3 separate regions of the Mus musculus genome follow, and regions 1 and 2 are each linked to region 3. Evidence: chromatin contacts called from public Hi-C and HiChIP or PLAC-seq data. All regions are on one chromosome and are shown on one strand. Each heading gives the region's core, a stretch centred on a gene start, on an enhancer-like site or on the middle of the called end of the contact. The rest is flanking DNA. Distances are from core to core; before and after follow the strand shown. Region 1 overlaps Zfp827 (zinc finger protein 827). Region 2 overlaps Zfp827 (zinc finger protein 827). Region 3 has its middle 7.0 kb from the start of Gm30271.

Evidence for each region. HiChIP or PLAC-seq counts read pairs in DNA pulled down with a chosen protein or histone mark. Hi-C and Micro-C count contacts between places; a contact is called where the count stands out from the background.
Region 1: a CTCF HiChIP or PLAC-seq map of the NIH/3T3 cell line shows a contact between it and region 3, with 11 read pairs. The contact joins two enhancer-like sites. A contact is called at or near these places in 1 of 15 datasets of contacts at CTCF or cohesin (the NIH/3T3 cell line), 3 of 115 datasets of contacts at active chromatin or transcription factors (double positive thymocytes, embryonic stem cells and microglia) and 1 of 9 other capture datasets (adipose tissue).
Region 2: a contact with region 3 is called in a Hi-C map of uterus, with 2.0 times the contacts expected there. The contact joins two enhancer-like sites. A contact is called at or near these places in 1 of 15 datasets of contacts at CTCF or cohesin (the NIH/3T3 cell line), 3 of 484 Hi-C or Micro-C datasets (embryonic fibroblasts, palatal mesenchyme and uterus), 1 of 115 datasets of contacts at active chromatin or transcription factors (double positive thymocytes) and 2 of 9 other capture datasets (adipose tissue and liver).

What each region holds. Positions count from the first base shown.
Region 1 is chr8:79,138,487-79,141,429 of GRCm38.p6, forward strand. All of the region lies in intron 8 of Zfp827 (zinc finger protein 827), which reads left to right. Among named protein-coding and RNA genes, the nearest start is that of Gm30271, 62 kb to the right of the region's middle. Within about 2 kb of position 1,330, at least 28 of the 459 cell types and tissues checked have an H3K27ac peak or open chromatin away from gene starts, as enhancers often do. A contact at or near this core is called in the NIH/3T3 cell line, where this site is marked.
Region 2 is chr8:79,113,363-79,116,116 of GRCm38.p6, forward strand. The region is part of intron 5 of Zfp827 (zinc finger protein 827); the gene reads left to right. Among named protein-coding and RNA genes, the nearest start is that of Zfp827, 86 kb to the left of the region's middle. Within about 2 kb of position 1,414, at least 21 of the 459 cell types and tissues checked have an H3K27ac peak or open chromatin away from gene starts, as enhancers often do. A contact at or near this core is called in uterus, where this site is marked.
Region 3 is chr8:79,207,543-79,210,242 of GRCm38.p6, forward strand. No RefSeq gene overlaps it. Among named protein-coding and RNA genes, the nearest start is that of Gm30271, 7.0 kb to the left of the region's middle. Within about 2 kb of position 1,324, at least 255 of the 459 cell types and tissues checked have an H3K27ac peak or open chromatin away from gene starts, as enhancers often do. A contact at or near this core is called in the NIH/3T3 cell line and uterus, where this site is marked.

The DNA of each region.
Region 1 (2,943 bases), core at 80-2,579, 69 kb before region 3:
AAGGTAGACTTGGGTTTTTGGTGTGGAAGTTCTCTGGAAACGGAAGTGAAATGAGAAGATTTAAAACACCACTGTGGACATGTGATCCTCAACCAAAGACAGCACTGTCAGGAGAGCCCCAGCGACCCCCTCACTAGAGAAGACCAAAGTTTGCAGTGTAGAGACTCTGAGGGCAAACACTCTTGCTTCACGTCTACACTGTGCAAATGGGCACTATATCCCTGTACCTGCTCCCTGGTCCCTTCATATGGCTCCAAGACACAGAAGCCTCAAGGATCTCTTTGCTTCTACCAAATACCTGACAAGAAGCAGTTTACAGGAGGGTTTGGCTCATGGTTCAGATGGGACAGCCATTGTGGAGCAGAAGGCGGGAGCTAGGAGGCGCTTGGTCTGAAGCATCAGCTTTCCTCCTTTTCTCAGTTCAACCTTGAGAGGCTGCGCCTACATTGAAGGTGGGCATCGCCTCCTCAGCCAACGCTCCGTAGAAAAGCCTGGTAGACACACCCAGAGGCTACCTTACTAATGCCCACGTGTTCCCAAGTGTCCCAGCACATATGGAAGTCAGAAGGCGGCCCACAAGAGTCAGTTCTGTTTTTCAGCATTCAGGTCGCAGGGGTCAAACCAGGTCAGCAAGCTTGGCAGCAGAGCCCTTTCCCACGGGCTCATCTCATTGCCTCTGAAGAGGGTTCGTAGTCCAGTCAAGTTGAAAATAGGAGATAGCAATCATAATGACCAACCAGTGTCTTTGAATGAACTATTTTAATCATCGCATTTTATTCTATGCACATTGGTCTTTGACCTGCATGTATATCTGTATGAGGGTATTGGATCCCTTGGAGCTAGAGTTATAGACCGTTGGGAAGTGCCATGTGGGTGCTGAGAATTGAGCCAGGGTCCTCTGGAAGAGCAGCCAATGCTCTTAACTACTGAGCCATCTCTCCAGCCCCTCGAATGAACTATTTTTAAGTTGTCTCCCATTAAGTTAAGTGAGAATCTAATGGTGTATGACAAGGAGGAGGTTTGTGTGTTTGTTACTGGAATATTAGGTAATCAAGCCCTGCCCCCATGCTGCTGTCGGACCCTGCTTTACACGGTGACGTGCACCACCTCACCAGCTGGAAAGCAGAAAAGGTGCGAGTCTCAGAATGCATCTGGACCCAAGGGTATCACACAGATCTTTCAGTCCATACCTGGGCCCAGTAAATCCAGTGCTGGGAACACAGAGACTGATACTTCACTTGAGAATCTTAACAGGTCTAGAGTGAGTTGTGGGTGCTGCCTCTAGAAAACCGTGGGCGGCATTTGAGCAGCAAAATGCTGAATCACCGGAGAAGATGGGATTTCCCAAAGTTGCTTCACAGGGAGAGCTTTTGCAGTCCCAGGATGGCATCACTTAGTGAGAGCTTGGATAGAGGCAAGGGAGGCAGGGCCAGAAAGTTGACTGATCTGGGAAAGTGGTCAGTTTTGCAATCAAAAGGGTGGCAAAGAGATTGCAGGTAGCTGTGCAGAAATGGGGAGGCCAGGAAAGAGATATCTGATGGGGAGGCAGGGGTGAGGATGTCTGATGGGGAGGCAGGGGTGAGGATGGCTGAGGAGAAGGAGGGATGAGGGTGGCTGAGGGGAGGCAGGGGTGAGAATGACTGATGGGGAGGCAGGGGTGAGGATGTCTGATGGGGAGGCAGGGGTGAGGATGGCTGATGGGGAAGCAGAGGTGAGGATGTCTGATGGGGAGGCAGAGGTGAGGATGTCTGATGGGGAGGCAGGGGTGAGGATGTCTGATGGGGAGGCAGGGGTGAGGATGGCTGATGGGGAGGCAGGGGTGAGGATGGCTGATGGGGAGGCAGAGGTGAGGATGGCTGATGGGGAGGCAGGGGTGAGGATGTCTGATGGGGAGGCAGAGGTGAGGATGTCTGATGGGGAGGCAGGGGTGAGGATGTCTGATGGGGAAGCAGAGGTGAGGATGTCTGATGGGGAAGCAGGGGTGAGGATGTCTGATGGGGAGGCAGGGGTGAGGATGTCTGATGGGGAAGCAGAGGTGAGGATGACTGATGGGGAGGCAGAGGTGAGGATGTCTGATGGGGAGGCAGGGGTGAGGATGTCTGATGGGGAGGCAGGGGTGGGGATGGCTTTCCTTTTCATCTTTGTTTTGTAGATAGGTACAAAGTAACTTCTCAGAGTATCATTTAAAACTTTGGTGTTCTTAGAAACCTCCTTCTAGGTCATTTGAATGCCACACTTGAAATATTTCAACTTTTTATTTCCTTAGCAAACTTATTTCCATAGCAAATGCAAGATTATGCCAGCCCTTTGGATTTTCTTAGAGTCCCAGTTGGCGAATGAGGCTCACTATGGCCAGTGGCAATCTACCATATCCTTAGTACCTGCAGCAAACACAGCGATATTTCAACAGGCGACTGTGGTATATCAGTATAAACTGCTGAGGTTGGATCTGAAACTCCCTCAACGACCTGTGTGTGCAGAAGGCTTGGTTTTCAGCTTCATGGTATTGGGAGGAGGTAGAACTTAGCAGCTAGGGCCCAGTGTTAGTGGAGAGCTGTGCCAAGGGGACCCGTGGCCAATTCCACGTGTGTGACTGCATTTGGGGCCGTGAGTGGGGCAAAGTAGGTAAGGCTAGTGGGAACTGTGTGGACTGTGAAGCAGTCGAGAATAGCACAGTTAACTAGGCATCAGCAGATGGTATCTGCAGCTCACAGCTGCCGCTGTCTCAGACACAGAAGAAGCACAGAGCCTCCCAATGCCTTGGCCGTGGTTGTTGCCAGTATTTCTAAAGCGACTTCCCTGAGAACCAGACCTGACATTCTCACTTGCTGTGAGCATCTTCGACTGAGGTAACATCAGGGATCCTTAATGATCATGAGATAAAGGTCATTGTCACTTTCTGTCAGAGTGGCATGGGAACATGGGATCCCCTAATGCCATGTG
Region 2 (2,754 bases), core at 164-2,663, 94 kb before region 3:
AGAGGAAAATACTGGAGCATAGTTCTATGAGGAACACCTACTGATCCAAAGACTCAAAACTGCTGTGCAGCAAGACAGCCAGGGACCTTCCCATGGCTTCTCAGGTCCCTCCTCCTGGTCCTCCAGCCCCTCTCTCCTGCTGAGGACCCTGTCAGAGCAGAGACAAGAGTCACCCTTTGAGGAAGTTCTCCCTGCTGCCCAGTGTGTGGAATTAAGCCTTCTGGTTTCAGAATCCAGAGAGCTTTGCTGTTTAATGGGCTGTGGTTCTTGTTTTAGCTGAGAATGATCAGGTTAGAGGCCTTGCCCGACTCTTCACCCAGCAAATGGGACGGAGCAGATTCCGAGAGAGTGTGGGAGGTAACAGGAAGAACTGCTTTTGCTTCGCTCTACAAGTACGTGTACTCGGGCACCAGCTCTGCTCTATCAACTTGGCCCCCTGAAGCCAGACCATACAATACACCCAGCACACCAGACGTAGTTCAGTGCCACTCCTGGGCATCGTCACAAACTATGTTTTAACTTTAGTTTCTGTATTAAAGGGACACTTATCGTCTCCTCAGAAAGAGTGGGATGGCCTGGGGGACAGTGTTACCCTCTGCTCCTTCTGTTACCAAGGAGGGTGTGAGTAGAATTAGCCAGTTCACCTTTCCCATGCTGTGGGGCATCAGAGGCTACGTCATCCACACTTCTAGCCCCAACCTGGACACCCTCAATATTTAAAGGTTATTTTTAATTTTCTTTCATTTTGAAAAGTAGATATATGACATTTTATTCCTATTTATTAAAGGGAAATATAAAAAGGGGTTTCTATAGATAATCACACATAGAGTGTTTCTCAAGCATCACAAACTGTTAACAGTGTCTTCTGTGTATGTGAGCATGCCTGTGCATGTATGTAGAGAGTAGAGGTCAGCCTCAGGTGTTGTCTCTCAGGATCTGTCACGCTTGGTTTTGATCCAGTGCCTCTCCTTGGCTTGAGGCTTACCAAGTTGGCAAGCCCAGGGGGCCACCTGGCTCCACTCATCCCCACTCCACCCCATCCCACCCAGGTACCAAGATTACTTTGGACAGGGCCACATCTGTCCTTTTTACATGGTGTTAGGCAAGGCAAGCACTTTACTGACAAGTATGCCCCCAGTCTCCTTTTAGAAGTATAGACGATTTGGGACAGACATCAGTACTTGTCCTATTAACTTAGGACGCGAGTCTAAGCCATTGCTATTGTGTTTATAGGTCCTAGAAGTAAGCGTTTACCCCTGGTGAGTGTAAACACAGAGAGCCAGTAGGAATGATTAATTCAACTATTGTTCCATGAGAATGCCCAAAGCGAATAGGAGCTGAGCTGGGGACACAGCGGTAAGTGGTATATGTGTTCCCAGGTCAGCCTGACCTTTGGTCCTAGGCCAGCTTGTTCAGGCAGCCTGCCTGGACTTGTGAGCAACACGAGGCACTCCCTGCTGGGACATAAGAGGAGCCTTTCTTCTATACTTTGGATGAAGTATTTACCTATTTTAGTTTGTTGTTTGTTTGTTTGTTTGTTTGTTTTTAAATAAGGTTCCTCTATGTGGTGCTGGCTGCCCTGGAACTAGTTCTGTAGACCAGGCTGGCCTTGAACTCACAGAGATCTGCCTGCCTGGGCCTTTTAAGTACTGGGATTAAAGATGTGGCCCTTCCTGCCTGTTTCTACCTACTTTTTGAGATAGGATCTCTCAATGAATTTAGAATGTATTAAATTAGCTGTGTCTACTCCCTCCATCTTTTGGATACAGATATGCCTGACTTTTACATGGGTACTAGGAACCTGAACTCCTGCCCTTGTGCTTGCCACACTAAGTGCTTTGCCAACTGAGCCATCCTCTCAGCCCCAGGAGACACTGGTTGTTAAAGGCAGTGTGCAGTGCTACTGTACCCAAGTGTCTTATAGACCCCAGCAGAGCCTAGCCCCCAAGATCACCTGGCCCCCAAGGACGAGGGGAAAAAAAGGAGTGGGGACTGGAGAGGCAGCTTAGGAGGGAGGAACAATTTGCGCCGGTGTCAGGGGCTCAGGCACTGTCTCACCTCCACAGGCACCAGGCACACAGCACACACACTGACTTGTAGGCAAAACACCCAGGCATTCTTTTCTTTTAAAAAGTCAAGGAAAATGTTGGTAAGTCTCAGAAGGGAGGAAGAGCCAGTTGTGTGATATCACACTTGAGCTGTCAGTCCAACCCCTCTCTGCACATGGCATCCATCAGGGAGACTGGGGATGCTAAAGACATTAATCAGCGGTCAGTGTCTTGTGAACTTTCAAAGGTTGTCCTAAGAAAGGACAGGAAGCACTTCCATGCAGACTACACTGGAAACTACCTCAGGCAACCTGAAAAACTAATTGTTCTATTCATCAGTGGTGCCCATAGTCAGGTGGTTTTTTAAATCCAGGTCAAAGATGAGTACCTGGGGGTGGAGGAGGAGGTACTTACTCTGGGACCTCTTTCCAGCTTCACTATGGTGCAGAGATTTTTCTTTCTTGAGTCAATGGATCCCATTGTATGTGTCCTGGCTTCCCTCTGTGCTTGTCCTCAGGCTCTGGAGTGCGAAGGTCACAGCCATCATTGTGTACCTGTGATGCAGACCCCACTGTTTAGTTTCACATATGGAGTACTTTGGGGGAACATGAAGGAGGAGGTATATGCTGGTGATTACGTGAGCGGATGGTCCAGCCTAAGGTTAAGATGTACTGGGGTCATCAAATTCCTTAGGGTTGGGGAGCCA
Region 3 (2,700 bases), core at 74-2,573:
AAGGGCCTGTGCTTTGTCATGACGGTTCAAGTCTACCGTCCATCGGTAACTTGGCTTTTTGCTTCTTTGGGGATTTAGGAGGGCTGAGAGGAGAGGAGCAGACCTAAATATAGCGAATATTCAGAGGCATAATCACTCCATAAACATGCTTCAGAGGGACGGAGTGCAGGGCTGATCCGGATGACAGATGTCACTCACCCAAGTGTCACATCTTAAAGAAAGCTGAATGGGCCCATTTTCCAACAGGACTGGAGTGACGCCTGTTCATACTATAAATATTTATGAAGTCATCATTCTTAGACTGTAGTTTTTCCAGGTAGGTTGCCTTTGATGACAAAGTTAAGCAGTGATTTCCCTGAAATTATGGACTAGTCAGCAGAGCTTGTTTGGTGGGTATTTCACAGAATGGGAAAGAGGAGAAGGCAAACAAGCCTCCAGTCCGTGCAGCTTCTGCATGTGGAAACCTCATTATGTCAGTCATTCTCACTCGAAACGTGACAGCCTTCTCAGGAGTGAGGGACACCACTTGCTTCTACTCATGCAGAGGTAATGACGAGAGGCCAGGATGAACCTTACCGTCCGATTTCAGCCCCCACTACCACCCTGCTAGGAGGGACCTTTTTAGTACTCTTAGCCTGTCTCTTATTAACACACACAAAAAGTGTACCTCACACCATCCCTGCTCATTTAAAAGGAATTCTGAGAATGTGTGGATGTCTGCCTAGGTGTCTCCCTGCATGTTTATGCATAACGCATCCCTTGAGCTGGTTGCCCTGACTGCTGAGGAATGGCGCCCAGAACCCCCTCTCCTGCCCCACCATGGGCAAGCTTTCCACTTTCTCCCAGGAGCAGCCTAACCCCCCTCTAACCAAGGCACCTCAGCGATCCTAGAGACTTAGAACTCCCAACCACACCCCCCCCCAACACACACATACAGAGAGAGAGAGAGAGAGAGAGAGAGAGAGAGAGAGAGAGAGAGAGAAAGAGGAAGGGAGGGAGGGAGGGAGGGAGGAGAGAGAGAGAGGAGAGAAAGAGAGAGAGAGAGAGAGAGAGAGAGAGAGAGAGAGAGAGAGAGAGAGAGAGAGAGAGAGAGACCTTGTCACTTTAAAGCCCGCAGGTTGTTAATCTCCTGAAGGCACCAGTGCACTTGGCAGTCTGCTAAGCCTGCCTCTTTCCTGGAGAAAAGGGTGGCATTTTGCCTAGGATGTGATGCCCAAACCTCAGGGTAGCCCTGGCCCTATCACGTGGATCTGCCCCTCAGGGAACCGTTGCTGATCCTTTGGCTCCAGCCTGGGAAGCCTTTTACAAAGTGAGTCACAGGCTGCATTGACCACCCTATCAGGGGAGGCCAGGGCTGCCATGTATGGTCTGTGCTCGGTGCCACCCACCTCTCATGTCACTCCTACTTTTTTTGCCAGGACAGCCTGAGTCATGAAACTCAGCGCATTCCTTAGGCCTTGGATCGTGTTTCCTTGTTACTACTTTGTCTTTGTTTTACGGAGCACCTGGTTTCATTTTAAAATCCCAAATAAAATCCCCTGGCCAGGGTGGGGGTGGGAAGAGAACAGAAAGAAAGCAAAGGAAAAAAGGGAGGGAGGGAAACCTAGGCTGGTGGTGGAGACAGAGGAAAAGGAGGACCCTGGACAAAACAGGACGGCTACAAGTTAATTCCTTCTGACCAGAGGCTCTTTCACTGCCTGGAAGTGCCTGTGGCTGGTCCCCTGCTGCTTCCCGTCCCGTCCCCCCCTTTTTTCCAGTCTCCTCAATAAACGGACTAATCTTTGATAAACCTGAAGAACTTTCCAAATACAGCACATTATGAGTCCTTAAATCGGCCTGTCTCCTTTATCTTGTACTATAAACCCTAATTCACTGCGTGAGTCAGTATTTTTCCATAAGCTAACTTTTTTTTTTCTGTTCTGTTTTTTCCTATGGGGGTAGGGGGAGTCAGGGAAGAAGGCGGTCTGCATAGAAGGCAGACTCAGCCCTCCCGACATGCTGCTGGTCACGCTGAGTTTCTGTGGCCAGGTTATTTCTGTAAATTTGTCTGTAAAGCTGTTGACATTGATTTTTAGAATGGAAACAGAATTCTAACAAACTCTGGCTTGCATGTAGCAAAAGCTGAACACTGGGGCACTAAGAAAGCCTTGCCATGGATAAATGCCTCCTTAGGAGTGGTGATGCACAGTCACTGGGGCATGGTCCTTGGGTGCCAGCCTGGGCGTCTGCCCAGAGGTCCCCTCGCTCTGCCTGCGCAGGGCAGACTGTTGGAGGCTCCGGAGTGGCCCAGGGCTGCATTTACATTGCACGGTTCTGGCGAGTTTAATGGAAACCACATGAAGGGGAAGCAGACCAGATGGCTCCCAGCGAATGTATTTAGCCCAACCTGGGGCTAAAGGAAAAAAACATATTAAGGGTTGGGTCCTGGGGTGCGGCTAGGGGGTTAGGGTGCGACGTTTGTGTTTCCTGTTCAACAGGAGCCGTGGGTTGGGGTGCAGGCTGGATCGGGGCCCCGAAGCGCCGGGTGGCAGAGGAATGGCTGCCAGCGGGAGGGAACTATTCCGTGGCCTTGCTCCTTTTTGCCAGGTCCCTTAGCGGCTCTCGGGCAGGGCAACCACACGGCTGTGAGGGGACCCCGCCAGGGCAGATGCAGCGGGAAGAGGGAGGCGCAGGCCTATGGGCGCCGCGGAAGGCGGAGCC